2 separate regions of the Mus musculus genome follow, and region 2 is linked to region 1. Evidence: chromatin contacts called from public promoter capture Hi-C data. All regions are on one chromosome and are shown on one strand. The core of a region is the stretch at or near the end of the contact, and the rest is flanking DNA. Distances in the headings are between cores, read along the strand shown.

What was found. Promoter capture Hi-C pulls out the DNA fragments that hold promoters and counts their contacts.
Region 2: a promoter capture Hi-C map of neural stem cells shows a contact between it and region 1. The contact joins the promoter of Fancd2 here to the enhancer-like site in region 1. A contact is called at or near these places in 4 of 39 promoter capture datasets (the C10 cell line, cranial neural crest, neural stem cells and 1 more), 1 of 484 Hi-C or Micro-C datasets (the THB-7 cell line) and 1 of 9 other capture datasets (embryonic stem cells).

What each region holds. Positions count from the first base shown.
Region 1 is chr6:113,164,009-113,170,892 of GRCm38.p6, forward strand. It overlaps Lhfpl4 (lipoma HMGIC fusion partner-like protein 4), which reads right to left. Exons shown (of 4, transcript NM_177763.3): 4 at 4,079-6,884. Among named protein-coding and RNA genes, the nearest start is that of Lhfpl4, 28 kb to the right of the region's middle. Within about 2 kb of position 3,128, at least 144 of the 459 cell types and tissues checked have an H3K27ac peak or open chromatin away from gene starts, as enhancers often do. A contact at or near this core is called in neural stem cells, where this site is marked.
Region 2 is chr6:113,527,369-113,534,252 of GRCm38.p6, forward strand. Fancd2 (Fanconi anemia, complementation group D2) reads left to right here and starts at 4,314. Exons shown (of 44, transcript NM_001033244.3): 1 at 4,314-4,380; 2 at 6,406-6,503. The coding sequence starts at 6,440. Emc3 (ER membrane protein complex subunit 3) reads right to left here and starts at 4,270. Exons shown (of 8, transcript NM_175101.3): 1 at 3,960-4,270. The coding sequence starts at 4,114.

The DNA of each region.
Region 1 (6,884 bases), core at 1,878-4,377:
GGCTCCCACCCCTTCAGAGCTGGCCCCTTTGCAGTCCTCTCTCCCATACCTTCCTCACATCTGTGAGCTTTGAAAACACCCACATATTTAGAGACTGTTGCCGCCTCTGGGTAAAAAGCTGGTTCTTATCCTCTGCTGGGTCATGGGTCCACTTAGCAGATCATGACGGAACCTCCACACATAGTTCTCCCTCTTTGCCAGATGATGGATAATCTCCACTCTATCACCAACCGGTCTTGCCCCGAACTAACCTCACTTTGGCTGTCTCCAATGTTCCTACCAACTCCCTGGTGGCCTTATCATCAGCCCTGTAATGCTGGACCTCTCTCCTCATCCTTGGTTTCCATAGCAGCACACTTGAAGTTCTCTCACAAGTTGGCATGCTTCTGTCCTCTCTCTGTGTACATTTCTTCCTCTGACTGGCCTTTACACCAGGCATCTTCTAGCCTCCCCTGGCAGCTCTCTTTACACTGTGCAGTCAGTTACATTGGATAGGCCCATCTACACTTCTGATTGCAGCTATGACCCAAGTGCAGCTGCCCATGGCCTACATCTGTCAGGAGAGCCTCCCACATACGAACTGATCAGAAGTCTCCTGATATCTTAGCAGATCATTCTAGTCCCTCAAAAAAGATCTTTTTTTTTCAAGCTCCCTGTCTTCCTCAATGTCACTGACATTGTTTCTTTTATCCCAAAAACAGTTACCAAGTGTCCTCAGCTCCACTCCAGAGCATGAACTCACTCCCTCCCTCAGATCTACTGCCATGACCTCATGTCACACCAGGTGTCTAGCTCTCTCACATCTAAACTGTCTCCTCTTTAAATTGTGTCATCCCAACTTTGATATCACATCTACTCAACCTGAAGCAATGTAGAGATGAGCATTGCTGTAAGTGTGGCACACAAGTTTGTGAAGCATTCCATATTTTAAAATTTTTCACATCTATCTGTCTATCTGTCTGTCTGTCTATATATCTTCCTATCTATCTATTTTTCTATCTATGTATCTATCTTTCTATGTATGTATGTATGTATGTATGTATGTATGTATGTATGTATGTATCTATCTATCTATCTATCTATCTATCTATCTATCTATCTATCTATCTCTATCTAGGGGAGGGCATAGCCACTGTGCACATGTGAAGGTCACATAACCACTTTTGGGAGTTGGTTCTCTCCTTGTGCCATGTGGGTCTTAAGGATCTAACTCAGGTCACCAAGTTTAAGAGTAGACACTTTTACTCACAGAGCCATCTCTCAATCCAAAATCCATCTTCTTTTTTAAAAATTATTTTTATTATTTTTTAAATTATTCATTTTTATTTTATGTGCATTTGTGTTTTGCCTGCATGCATGTCTATGTGAGGGTGTCAGATCCTCTGGAGCTGGAGTTATAGACAGTTGTAAGCTGCCTTGTGGGTACTGGGGATTGAACTTGGATCCTCAGGAGGAGCAGCCAGTGCTCTTAACCACTGAGGCATCTTTCCAGCCCCCAAATTTGTTATTTAAAAAAATATATTTTTTAATTTACTTTTTAATTAATCTCTGTGTGTGTGTGTGTGTGTGTGTGTGTGTGTGTGTGTTGCCTCTGTGTGTGTGTGTTGCCTCTGTGTGTGTGTTGCCTGTATGTGTGTCTGTACACCATGTGTGTCTGGCGATCTTGGAGGCCAGCAGAGAGCATCATCTCCCCTGGAACTGGAGTTACAGATGGGTGGGAGCTGCTTCGTGGGTATTGGTCCTTGACAAGAGCAGGCTCTTTAACCACTTAACCACTGAGCCATCTCTGCAGCCTCCCAAAATTGTCACCTTTTGGCCCATTCATTATCACCATACCAAAGTAATCTTCCTGAAAATGTGAGCCCTGTGTAAAATACTTCTGTGAACTAGACCTGGGAGCTGCGGTGGTTTGAGTGTGGTGTTCCCTATAAGGCTTTGGTACTTGAATACTTGGTCCCGGTTTGGAGGCTGTTTGGAAATGATTAGGAGGTTGGCCTCCATGACAGAGGATGTCACTGGAGGTAGGGTTTAAAGATTTCCAAGACATCAAGTCACTCCTAGTGTGTTCTGTGTCCAAGCTCTTTGAAACTGCTCCAGGTTCCTGCCACCTGCTCTGCTCTGACATCATGTACTCTAACCTTCTGGAGCCAGAAGCCCCCAATAAACTCTTCTCTAAGTTGCCTTGGTCACACTGGTTTATGACTGTGAGAGAAATGTAACTGACACAGTGGCATTCACCTGTAATCCCAGCCCTTACCAGCTGATGCGGAAGGTTGCTTTGAGTTCAATCTACCCAGGGATACACACCAGGACCCTGTCTCAAAAACAAACAACTCCTGCCATGGGTGGTGGTGTACGCCTTTAACTTCTGTACTCGGGAGGCAGAAGCAAACAGTGTCCTCGGTCAGCCTGGTCCACACAGTGAGCTCCAGGCCAGCCAGGGATACACAGGTAGACCCTGGTCTACCCACCTCCAAATAATTAAGGAATCTTCCACCACTCTTAACTCTGAGCTCTTTCAGACCCTTGTTGACCCCCAGGCTTGTCTCTGACCCCTCCGCACCTCACATTTCCTGCTTCACCTGTCCTAGCTGCTTTCAGTCTCCCGGGGATATAATCCACCCACCTGTCACTCAAGCTGCTTTCTCTTCCACTGTGGCCTGCCTGTCTCTCGCTCCCACACAGTAAGATTTCCTCCGCATACGCGCATTCCACCAGAAGCCATGTTAGGTACCGCCCCTAAGAGCACCCACAAGAAGCTGGCATTCAGCAGAGCCTGCCATGTTCTGACATGCTCATCTCCACATCCAGACGCACTTTTAGAACAAGTCATTGTGTGCAGTATGTGGTCCACATGGGCAGCTCACACACGTGCCCCCAACCACCTGACCACGCCCTGGAATGCGGTGAATGTCGGAATTCTCATCTCTTCAGTGTGGATTTTTATTTTCTTCCCTTTGGGTAAGTGCTCTAGAAAGAGGTATCCTGGCTTCCCCGAGTCCTCACAAAAGAGTGGAGCACTGTTACTGTGGTCAGAATACCGCATGCAGAATCAAGACTGTGCCAGAGGGAGTATCCAGAGTGCCGCTGCTGCTGTCTCCTTTTGCCGTGTCACAGAACCCCGGTTTCATTTGCGTTGGCAACGTGCCCAGTTAATGTTTCTAGCCTCTTTCAGTTACATGTGCCAGGTGACTCAGTTCTGTGGCATTTCCAGGCAGCTTCAAGTGGCTCATAGATCAAATGACTGGAACACCAGCAGCTAACCTAAGCTATGAGATACTTTTTAAATTTTTATTAATTTATTAATTTATTGGGTTTCTCTCTCTCTCCCTCCCCCCCCCCCCCCCGTCTCTCCATAATCTCCCTATGTAGCCCTGGCTAGTCTGGAACTGGATATATAAATCAAGCTAGTGCCAAACTCACAGAAATTCACATGCCCCTGCCTCCTAAGTATTGGAATTAAAGGCCTGTGCCATCATGACTGCCCCCCCTTTTTTAAATTTGTATTTTATGTGTAAGGGCATTTTATCTGCATGTATGCACGTACTACAATCACATGCATGCCTGGTGTAGCAGGTCTCCTGGAACGAGAATTACAGATGCTCCTGGATTCTGAGAATTGAGCCCAGTCCTCTAGAAGAGAAGCCCTTGCCTGTCGCTGCTGGGCCATCCCTCCAATGCCAACCCCACGTCTGTGAGCGATGCTTGTGGAAAGGTGATGGCTACAGGGGACATGCAGACAGGACCCGGGCTCCTGCTCCCAACGTGGGCCATGGTCATGCTATAGAAATACCCAGACATTTTTTTCTTTCTTGAGACTAGATCTCTTCATGTAGTCTAGTATGGCCATGAATTTATAATCCTTCTGCTTCCGTCTTCTGAGTTCTGAGATCACAGGTATGTATTACCAAAGTTGGTTTTGTTTTGTTTTTTTTAAAGCTGTGGTAAAAGAAACTGTCATTAAGTCACACTGAACATTAGCACTCCATGAATATACAGCCATTGATATGAATGGAGGGTTGGGCTGTATCCCACCCATGAGGCCCTGGGTCAGGAGTCAGAAGCAGCAGCCAGCATGGGTGATATAAATTGTGTCTTTATTTGAACACCATTCCACCTGCACTGAAGCATAAATCCAGCAGCAGAAGGGGGCGGGACCAAAAGAAATGTTACCAAATTGGACAGTGAACATCTAAGACACATTCAGACAGAACTTACTAGTGGGGCACAGACAACACCAAGCTACCCTAACACACAGCACAGGTCCTTGGAGGACTGCCAGTCAGAGTCCTGGGATGGCTGGTGGCTCCTGCTCTCTTCTCAGGAATACCTCCTGTCCCACCCAAAAGCTAGCTCTGAGCCAGACAAGGGCCCCCAGAAGCCTCTCATGCTAGAAGGAATCCAGCCCTTCCAAGAGGGTTTCCCTTTTTTGGTTCATACCAGAGGCTGGAGAAGGACTAGTCCCTCTGTGCTCAAGAGGGACTCAACTTGTAGAAGCTTCCCCGTCCTCCCAAGCGCCATCTGCAAGCTGCCATCTTGGCTCTTGCAGGCCCCAGAAGGATGTTAATATTCCCCACATCCTCAGGCCCTTGGAACAGCTTTCCTCCATAGCTCTGGTCCTTAGAGGGCAGTGTTCTACTTCCCTCAACCCCAAGGACTAGTCTAAACAGTGCTCTGGAGCAGAGGCTGGACCCCATTGAAGCTATAACTGCTTTCTCCTCTCCCCTCTCTGTCAAGAGCAAAGAAATCCGCTAACACCAAACACCAGCCTCTCCATCCAGTCACAAATAGCTGAGGATTTTCAGGGACCCAACAACGGGAAGCTCTTGGTTAGTGATCAGAAACAGAGATGTTGATGTCCATATCCTATCCTTCCCCAAAGGCTAACACCAGCTCCCCGCCCTAACTGTCCTACGTCAACTGCCAGGAGGTCAGTTAGAGCCTCACCTGAGTTCTTGGCCGAAACATCCATTTTCTTTGTCCCTAACTCTTCTAAGCCTTCAAGACCACATTTTGGTTCCCATTGCTCCCTCTCTTCTTTCCCCGCGATACCCTGGGGCTCCTGCAGACTGCAGACCTCAGCCTGCCAGCCTGAAACTCCACACTGCACCGCTGGGCAGCAGCTGGTTGGCTGGAGAGTGGCAAGAACACTGGTAGACGACTCCTCAGAGGGAACTCATGCCCTTCCTCTCTGTCATTAGCCCACCTCTATCTAACACAGCCTGGCCTGCTCGGTCCCTTGTACACACACAGTTCTCTCCAAAGGATCAGAGCTACCGCAGACACCAAGAAGTCAATTCTATCCTGTCTGCCAAAGCACAAGGGACCCCCTGGGCAGCAAGTGTTCTTAGGAAAACAGGCTCTCCAAGCACACACATGGCTGCCCTCCTCAATCCCTAGCGTTTCCTCTTCACACACATACCCACTATCTTCTTTCTTCTCTACATTTTGTTCTTGCTCCCTGTGAATTACCCCTCCATTTCCCACCTCCCAGGTTTCTTCATCTGCTGCCCATCCATGGAAAACCCATTCTAGTTCTTCACTTCTCCATCGTTGTGTGTGCCTCTCCAGATCTCTCTCTCTCTCTCTCTCTCTCTCTCTCTCTCTCTCTCTCTCTCTCTCTCTCTCTCTCTCTCCATTCTCTCCATTCCTCCCTTTCCATGCCTGTCGCCTGTCTCCTGCCTCATCTTTACTTCGCCGGCTTTGCTCCTGCCCGCTTCTCAGTCAGTCACCCACTCCTGCCCCTCTCGCCACTACCTGGACCCTCCCCTCTGGTTTGAAGCTGAGGATCTGACTTCCTGCTCCCTTCTCCTTCTGACAAGGCTCCCCCACCCTCCCTGTCCATTCCCAGTCTCCTGGCTACCTGCTGAAGATGACTCCAGCACTCTGGCTCCAGGGAGGGACCAGGTTGGGACAAGAGCTGGGGAAGACAAGGGCAGTGGCCAAAGCTCAGGAGGAGGTGTCTACCCTGGAGGAGAGAGGAGAAAATGTGGAGATGGGATCTGGAACGTTCCAAGTGTCAGGAATTCTGCCAGGAACCAGCATCAGATTCCAGGTAGGGTCCTGCTGGGGCAGCCTTGGGTCATGGGCCTGGCTCAGGAATCCTAACTCAGCTCCAAGTCCTCTGAAAATGAACACAAGGACAGCAAACTCATAGACTAGCCGTTCTTCCTCTCTGGCTGAGGCCAATGTAACACAGGGAAGTGAGACGCCTCCTGGACAGCCTATAGGAGGCACACATTCCTCGACACAAGGACCAGGCAGCAGGCCGTGTCCTCGGAGACATTATGTTTGATGACGTTCGTCTGCCACCCCTCCACTGGAAACTGGAGGCTTTTCTATGATTAGATGGCTCTGCCACCAGATCCATAAGGTAGCCAAAGATGGTCAAAAACTACAACAAAATAAAAAACAAAACAACAACAACAACAACAACAAAAAACCACCTGGAATCTCCCTCGTTTTTCTCTCTGCTAAGGGGGAGGGAGGGGCCCCCCACTGCAGGAGAAGAGAGATCTTCTCATCTGCCCTTTCCTAACACACGCACACACACACACACACACACACACACACACACGCACACACAAACACACACATACATACATACATGCACACACATACACACGCACACACACACACACACACACATACACACATACACACACGCACACACACACAAACACACACATACACACATACACGCACACACATACTCACGCATACACACGCATACACACACATACACACACATACACGCACACACTCATGCACACACACCTACCTCAGCTCCAAGCACTGCCCATGAGGTTGCAGACCCTGGGCTTATCGCAAGGCGAGAAGTGGGCAAAGAGGAGAAAGAGGCAGGGACAGGGTAACAGGGCCTG
Region 2 (6,884 bases), core at 3,064-5,563, 360 kb after region 1:
TGCTGTATCAAAAAAATGCTTTACAATAAAGGACATCTTTTAAAAATTATTTTATTTTTGTGTATGTCTGTGAATACATGCTTTGTGTGCCTTTGAAATTGAGAGTCAGCTCCTCTGGAGTTGAGGTTATTGGCAGATGTGAGCTGCCTAACACAGGTGCTAGGAACTGAACTCAGGTCCTCTGAAAGAGCAATAAGTACTTTTAACATTAGCAGCCCCAAGAACAGTTTTTGGTGGGGTAAAGTTGCACCATGTCAGAGTGGGCATGACCTAAACACCTCACTCAGAGATGGAGAGATTACGACTAGAGATGTTCCCCATAGCATGACTCTCCACAGGGATAGTACCACCCTCTAGAGGCCTTATGGAAATCTGGGCAACTTTTTGTTTCTTTTGAGAAGGTGTTTCACTGAGCCCAGGCTGGCCATGACGTCTCAATTCTCCTGCCTCATCCTTCCATGTGCTGGGATTATAGTTGTGTACCATTATCCCTGGCTATTTCAAGGGAAAGGGTTGGTGTGAGACAATGTCTTACACTATAGCCCTTACCCTATCTGATCTCAAACCCATGGTGATCCTACGTAAGCTTCCCCTGCTCTAGGAGTCTAGGTGTAAGCTACCCTGTTTGACATATCTGGAACTTTTTTGATTGTCGTAATGACAGTGTGGAGGAGAAATGCCATATAACTGTCACTTGTCATGGATTTAGAGATGTTATGATATCCTCAATGCTAGGTAGTTATGTAACAAGGAATGGTCCTATGTCCTACACTACTTCTGTATACCTCACTCAACTATTCTAGTTATCTAAGGTGCAAACCTAACTCCAGTGTGGAAGGAGCACAGGCTTTCTAGCTACTAAGTTTATAAACAGGTTCTGGGTAGACTTAGTATACCATTTATAGACAGTACTGCCTCTGTGACATCATCTGCTTTAGCCCACAATTGATCTGTCCTAGTTGTGATTTTATAGCTAGATGTATGCATATGACATCTTGTAAGATAGCTGTGCACAAATATGCATGTATGAAATGCATACTAAAAATCTCTTTCCTTTATTTCTGATTATTACACCTCGGACACTGTGTTACCTTTTAAAAGTTCTTGAAAAACAAACCAACAAACCAACCAACCTTCTTATATATAAACTGTATAATTCATCTGTAGAATACTAAAAGAGCCGGGAGTGGTGGCGCACGCCTTTAATCCCAGCACTCGGGAGGCAGAGGCAGGTGGATTTCTGAGTTCAAGGCCAGCCTGGTCTACAGAGTGAGTTCCAGGACAGCCAAGGCTACACAGAGAAACCCTGTCTCAAAAAAAACAAAAAACCAAAAAAAAACAAACAACAACAAAAAAAAGAATACTAAAAGAGCTGAGGGTCTGATGTCATTTAGAATCATCACTCTAAAACTGTGAGGTGAACCAGGGCAGAAAACTGCATCACATAGTTACACTCAATCTGTACAAATGCAATGCTCTATTACCCTGATGACTTTGGAAAGGCTGTTTGATTTCTCTGATTTTCCTTTTAGTTATAAAAGCGGGGTTAGGATAGCATGCTTCGTTGTGAGGATAAAATGACAATTATTTTACAGGAATCAGAAACTGTTGAATGAGGCTGGAGCAATGGCTGAGCAGTTAACCCACTTGTTGTTCTTGTAGAGGAGCCTGGTTCAGTTCCTAGCTCCCACATGGCCGCTCACAACTAGTTTTCTATAACTCCAACTCCAGTGGATCCACCCCCCTCCTCTAGCCTCCGCAGGCACGACACATACAGTACATACACAATTCATACATGCAGGCAAACGCTCAATCACAAAGAACAAAACAAAAATACATTTTTTTTTTGAGACAGGGTCTCTCTGTTATGTAGCTCTGGCTGTTCTGGAACATTCTAAAGAGACCAGGTTGCCCTGGAACTCTCACATATCTACCTGCTTCTGCTTCCTGAGTGCTGGGATGAAAGGCATGCACCACCATGCTAGCAAAAGTAGATACTTAAAAAAAAACTAAATAAAATTTAAATTACTGAGTTTTCTCCACTCCCCATCTTCTTGTAGTTTTCAAGTCTGTACTAAGCTAACTTCCTAAGGCTTGCTTCAGGGGGCTGTCTCTAGTCAGCTCTGAAACTAATGGCACACAAAATAGTCATAGTGGGCACTGTTGGGAAAAAGAAAGAACCTAGGCTTGGGAACCACGAGATTTAGCTTAAAGTCATGAATTGTCATCATCCATTACTATTACGGAACTCTGTTAAAGTCTCAGTTTCTATAAAATGAGGACAGTATCAACCACATTGAGTTGCTTTTTGGTTTTAAATAAATTAACAAATGTTAAGTCCTTATCATTGTACCTGCTTAGAATGTTTCATAAAGCTGGCTTATTATTATTATTGCTGTTGTTATTATTATTATCAGCAGCAGAATAAGGAAAGACAAAAAAAAAAAAAAAAAAAAAGACAATCGAAAATACCCAAGCTGGACATTTTGGGGGACAGACTCTCATGTGCACCAGCCTGACCTCCAGTCTATAGGTAGCTTGCTTGAGCTTCTGATCTTCCTACCTCCATCTTTGAGTCCTGGCATTACAGGCTTACACTGCCATAGCTGGCTTATGCTGGGGTAAGGAACCCAGGGCTTCAAAGCCAGCTGTCCAAGCACTGTACCCAACTGAGTTACATCACAGCCTCATTGCAGAAGAAGTGTTTTTAGGGCTGGAGAGATGGTTCAGCCATTAAGAGCACTGACTGCTCTTCCAGAGGTTCTGAGTTCAAATCCCAGCAACCACATGGTGGCTGCAACCATCTATAGTGAGATCTGATGCCCTCTTCTGGTGTGCCTGAACACAGCAACAGTGTGCTCACATACATAAAATAAATCTTTTTTTTTTTAAAGTGTTTTTAATTTAAGGTGATCTTTAAATCACCAGCAAATGGAAATCCAGTATTACTTGCCACAAAAAGAAAGTAACTTTTAAATACGATAAAATGAGGTTTTTTTTTTTTTTTTCTTCTTCTTCTTTTTTTTTGGTTTTTCGAGACAGGGTTCCTCTGTATAGCTCTGGCTGTCCTGGAACTCACTCTGTAGACCAGGCTGGCCTTGAACTCAGAAATCCACCTGCCTCTGCCTCCCAAGTGCTGGGATTAAAGGTGTGTGCCACCACGCCCGGCAAAATGAGGTTTTTGTTTTGTTTTGGTTTTTGTTTTCTGTTCTCTGCAGAAACGTTTGAAACGTTTCTCTTCATTAAAGTGATTCCTATGTGATCTGGACAAGTCAAGGAACCAGCAGCACTGTCTTCAGCTAGTCTCTGAAAATGACTAGAATAAGTGATTGAAAACTGTTACTGATTTTAATGTGAAGTGGCTGAAGTTATGTCAAAGTTCTGTCTCCCACAGAAAAGCACTGTAAGAAGGCAAGTGAGGAGAGGAGGCAGGTGGAATGGTCCATCGCAACTCCTCACACGTCTCTGTGGTAGTCTCCAAGCTTTGGAGGCACTTTATACCTTAGCATCTCAGCAGATCACTACAGTTCTTTGGTAGTGTAGATTATGAAATTCACTTGCCTGGATGTTAGCAGGACTCAAGGGAATATTGCATCTGACTCTCAGTGGGTACTCTTAATAACGGAATGGAGCAGGATAGTTCAGAGAGAACCTCACTGACGGTTGGCAACTAGCCTAACAATATTAAGAACGTTTTCTTAAACACTTAGTACATGCAAGGCCCTGGGCTAAAGGCTTTTAGGTATCATCCAATCTAACATCTACATGCCTGCTCTCTCTATTAGGTAGGTACTGAGATTATTCCCATTTTACTGACAAAAATGAAACACAGCTAACCGCCAAGGTCAACCCGTAGGGGCGCGATGAAAACTCAGTTAAAGTGATACAATCAATCCCTGCACTTTCTTGACCAAGGTCACCCGGGAGTGAGGTCAGCAGGATAGGGTGAGGGTACTGACCTGTCAGACACTTGTTCCTGGGTGAGCTTCTTGTCGCTCTGCAGTAGGATTGACACGTAGTGGCGGATCATGCCCACGAAGAAAGTGATGATAACGATGGGCAGGACCACCCAGAGGCGGATGTTGGAGTCAAGCAGCAGCTCGGGCCCCGCCATCTTCGCTGAGAGTTCGCTGCGGGTCGGGAGGAGTTGGGTTCCTCCCGGCTTTCGGCTCCGGGCCTTCACCCGCCCCTCAGTCTGGCTGGCGTGGAATCTGGGGCAGCCTAGCTTTCTCCGCGCACTGTTTCCAGCTGGGCCGCCAGGCCGTCAACTTCCGGTGCGGGCGAGTAACGTCACGCCACGGCGCGGCTTTGATGGCGTCAGAGCGCCGTTCTTCTAGCGGGAAAGTCGAAAACGAAGGGAAGCAACTGGCGGGTCCCCAGGTTAGTGGCTTTTTAGGCTTTCCTGGGAGCGAGATGGTATCTCTCCGAAGTCAGACGGCCCTGACTTGTTCTAGTGTTTCCCTCTGAAAAGTGGCTGTCAGTGATTACATATTATTGTAGGAAACGCATAATAAGAAATCTCGTATAATAAGAAATTTGAACCTGTTTTTAGTTTTTGAGGCTTTTTTTTTTTTTTTTTTGGCAAGACTTATTTAATGTATATGTATGATTTGACCTTCTGTGTTTATGTGCACCACATGCATATAGGAACCCGAAGGGGCGCAGGATTCCCTAGAACTGGAGTTACAGGCAGTTTTGAGCCGCATGTTTGAATGGGAACTGAACCTGGGTCCTCTGCAAGAGCAGTAAACGCTCTTAATCCCAGAGCTGTCTCACCAGCCCAGGAACGTTAATCCTTAATAGAAACCATTGCCCTAGTCTGGAGAGATGGTTTGGAGGTTAAGAGCACTGGCTGCTTCTCCAAAGGTCCTGAGTTCAATTCCCCTTAACCACATGGTGGCTCATAACCATGTATAATGAAATCTGATACCCTTTTCTGATGTGCAGACAGAACATTGTATACACAGAAAAATAAAGAGAGAGAGAGAGAAGCTGGGTGGTGGTGTCACTTGAGAGACAGAGGAAGTTGGATCTCTGAGTTCGATCAAGGTCAGCCAGTCCTCAGAGTGAGAGAAACCCTGTCTCAAACAAAAGAAAGCAAAACAAAAAAACAAAACCAACCAAATAAAAAACAGTAATAATAATAATAGCCCATAGTCTTGGCTTTTAGGAGGTGGAGGCAGGAGAAGTTGCCTTTGGCTATGTATGAGTTCAAGACCAAACAGCTACACAAGACCCTAGAAGTTGAAAGTAAGACAAAACCCACAGATTCTGGCCTGTCTAAGAACCAAAAATAAATGAACAAAACAAGGAGTACAGATTCTGGAACCAGACTTTTTAGAGTTAGAACCTCAGCCCTTCCCCTGATTAGGAGACTAGTAATGGTATCTTTCTTAAGTTAGCATGTGAGAAATATGTAGATTATAATTAGAGCATATAAGACAAGGTTGTTTGTTTGTTGGTTATTGAGATAGGGCCTCACTGTATATCTGAAGCTGGCCTAGAATGTAACTGGTAACTATGTAGACCAGCCAGTCCAATTTACATGGTGGAATCCTGTCTTAAAAATAAATACGTACTAGAAAAATAGCTCAGTGGTTAAGAACACTTGCTGCTCTGCAGAGAATCTCGGCTCCTTTCCCAGCACCCACATAGTGGCTCATAACTATCTGTAACTTCACTTCTGGGGGCTCTAATACTCTCTTCTGGCCTATGCAGGCATCCAGTGTGTACATGGTCCACAGTCGTATGCACAGGCAAATCATCATACACCTAAGATTTAGATATTTTAAAAATAAAAATGACTGTCCTAGCACACACAAAGCTATGATGTTGAAACGGAAAACGTGTTCAGAAAAATTGTTCCTGCTTTTCTTCACTGCTCCACCTACAGGTAGACTAACGGTCCTCATAAGCTCTCACTCAATTCCCTGGCTTCTCTTCGATTGCAGTCACACAGACGTAGTTCAATACATTAAGACCTTGTAATGCTGTACGCCTCCTGCACGCTGGAATGATGTCTGTCTTGTTTTGCAATGTTTGATGTTTGTCTTGTCTTATACCTTCAGTCCTTAGCACCACCATGACACAGTACTGAAGTAACCTGTTAGAGAGCAGCTTAGGTGATGGTCTTGAGTCTCAGAAGACGAGTTATGGGCTTTCTCCTTTAGCAACAGAGAAGTAGCCTGGTGAAAGAAGCAACTTGGCCAGTTGTAGGAGTTGAAATGTGCTCAGCATTTGGGTGGTTTGGACAGCGTTAATGTGAAGACTCAAACCCTCTGCTTGTAGAGAGAATAGTTTTTAGAATGACTCCTAGTCTCCGATTATGCTGGTTCTTTTGGTGGTGGAGGTAAGCAGTGTGTATATCACTGAGCTAAATTTCCAACTCCTGGGTGTTTTTTTAAGGAAGTAATATAAGTGGCAGAAGACGTTAGTCAAAATGATTTCCAAAAGACGTCGGCTAGATTCTGAGGATAAAGAAAACCTGACAGAAGATGCCTCCAGTAAGTATCTACCCTTTTGTTGTTATATGTGAATCACAGATGCATGAGACAGGAAAAGATGCAGAACTCTTGCTTCTCAAGTGCTGACATCTGTTATGGATTACTGGAGAGAATACAGAGATCCTAGGAGCTTAAGGATTGAGTGTCTGCCTCAAATGCCACTTAGGGCTTTTGGATACCTTCTGAACTTCACTCTCCACCTTCATAAAAATAATTACTATTAAGCTGGGTGGATGATGCAGTGGTTAAGAGTACTTGCTGCTTTCATTTCCAGCTCCCACATGGCACCCACAATCACCTGTAATTTCAGTTCCAGGGATTCAGTGTCCTCTTCTGGTCCCAGAGGACACGGTACATTCATGTGGTACATTTAGGTTCCGG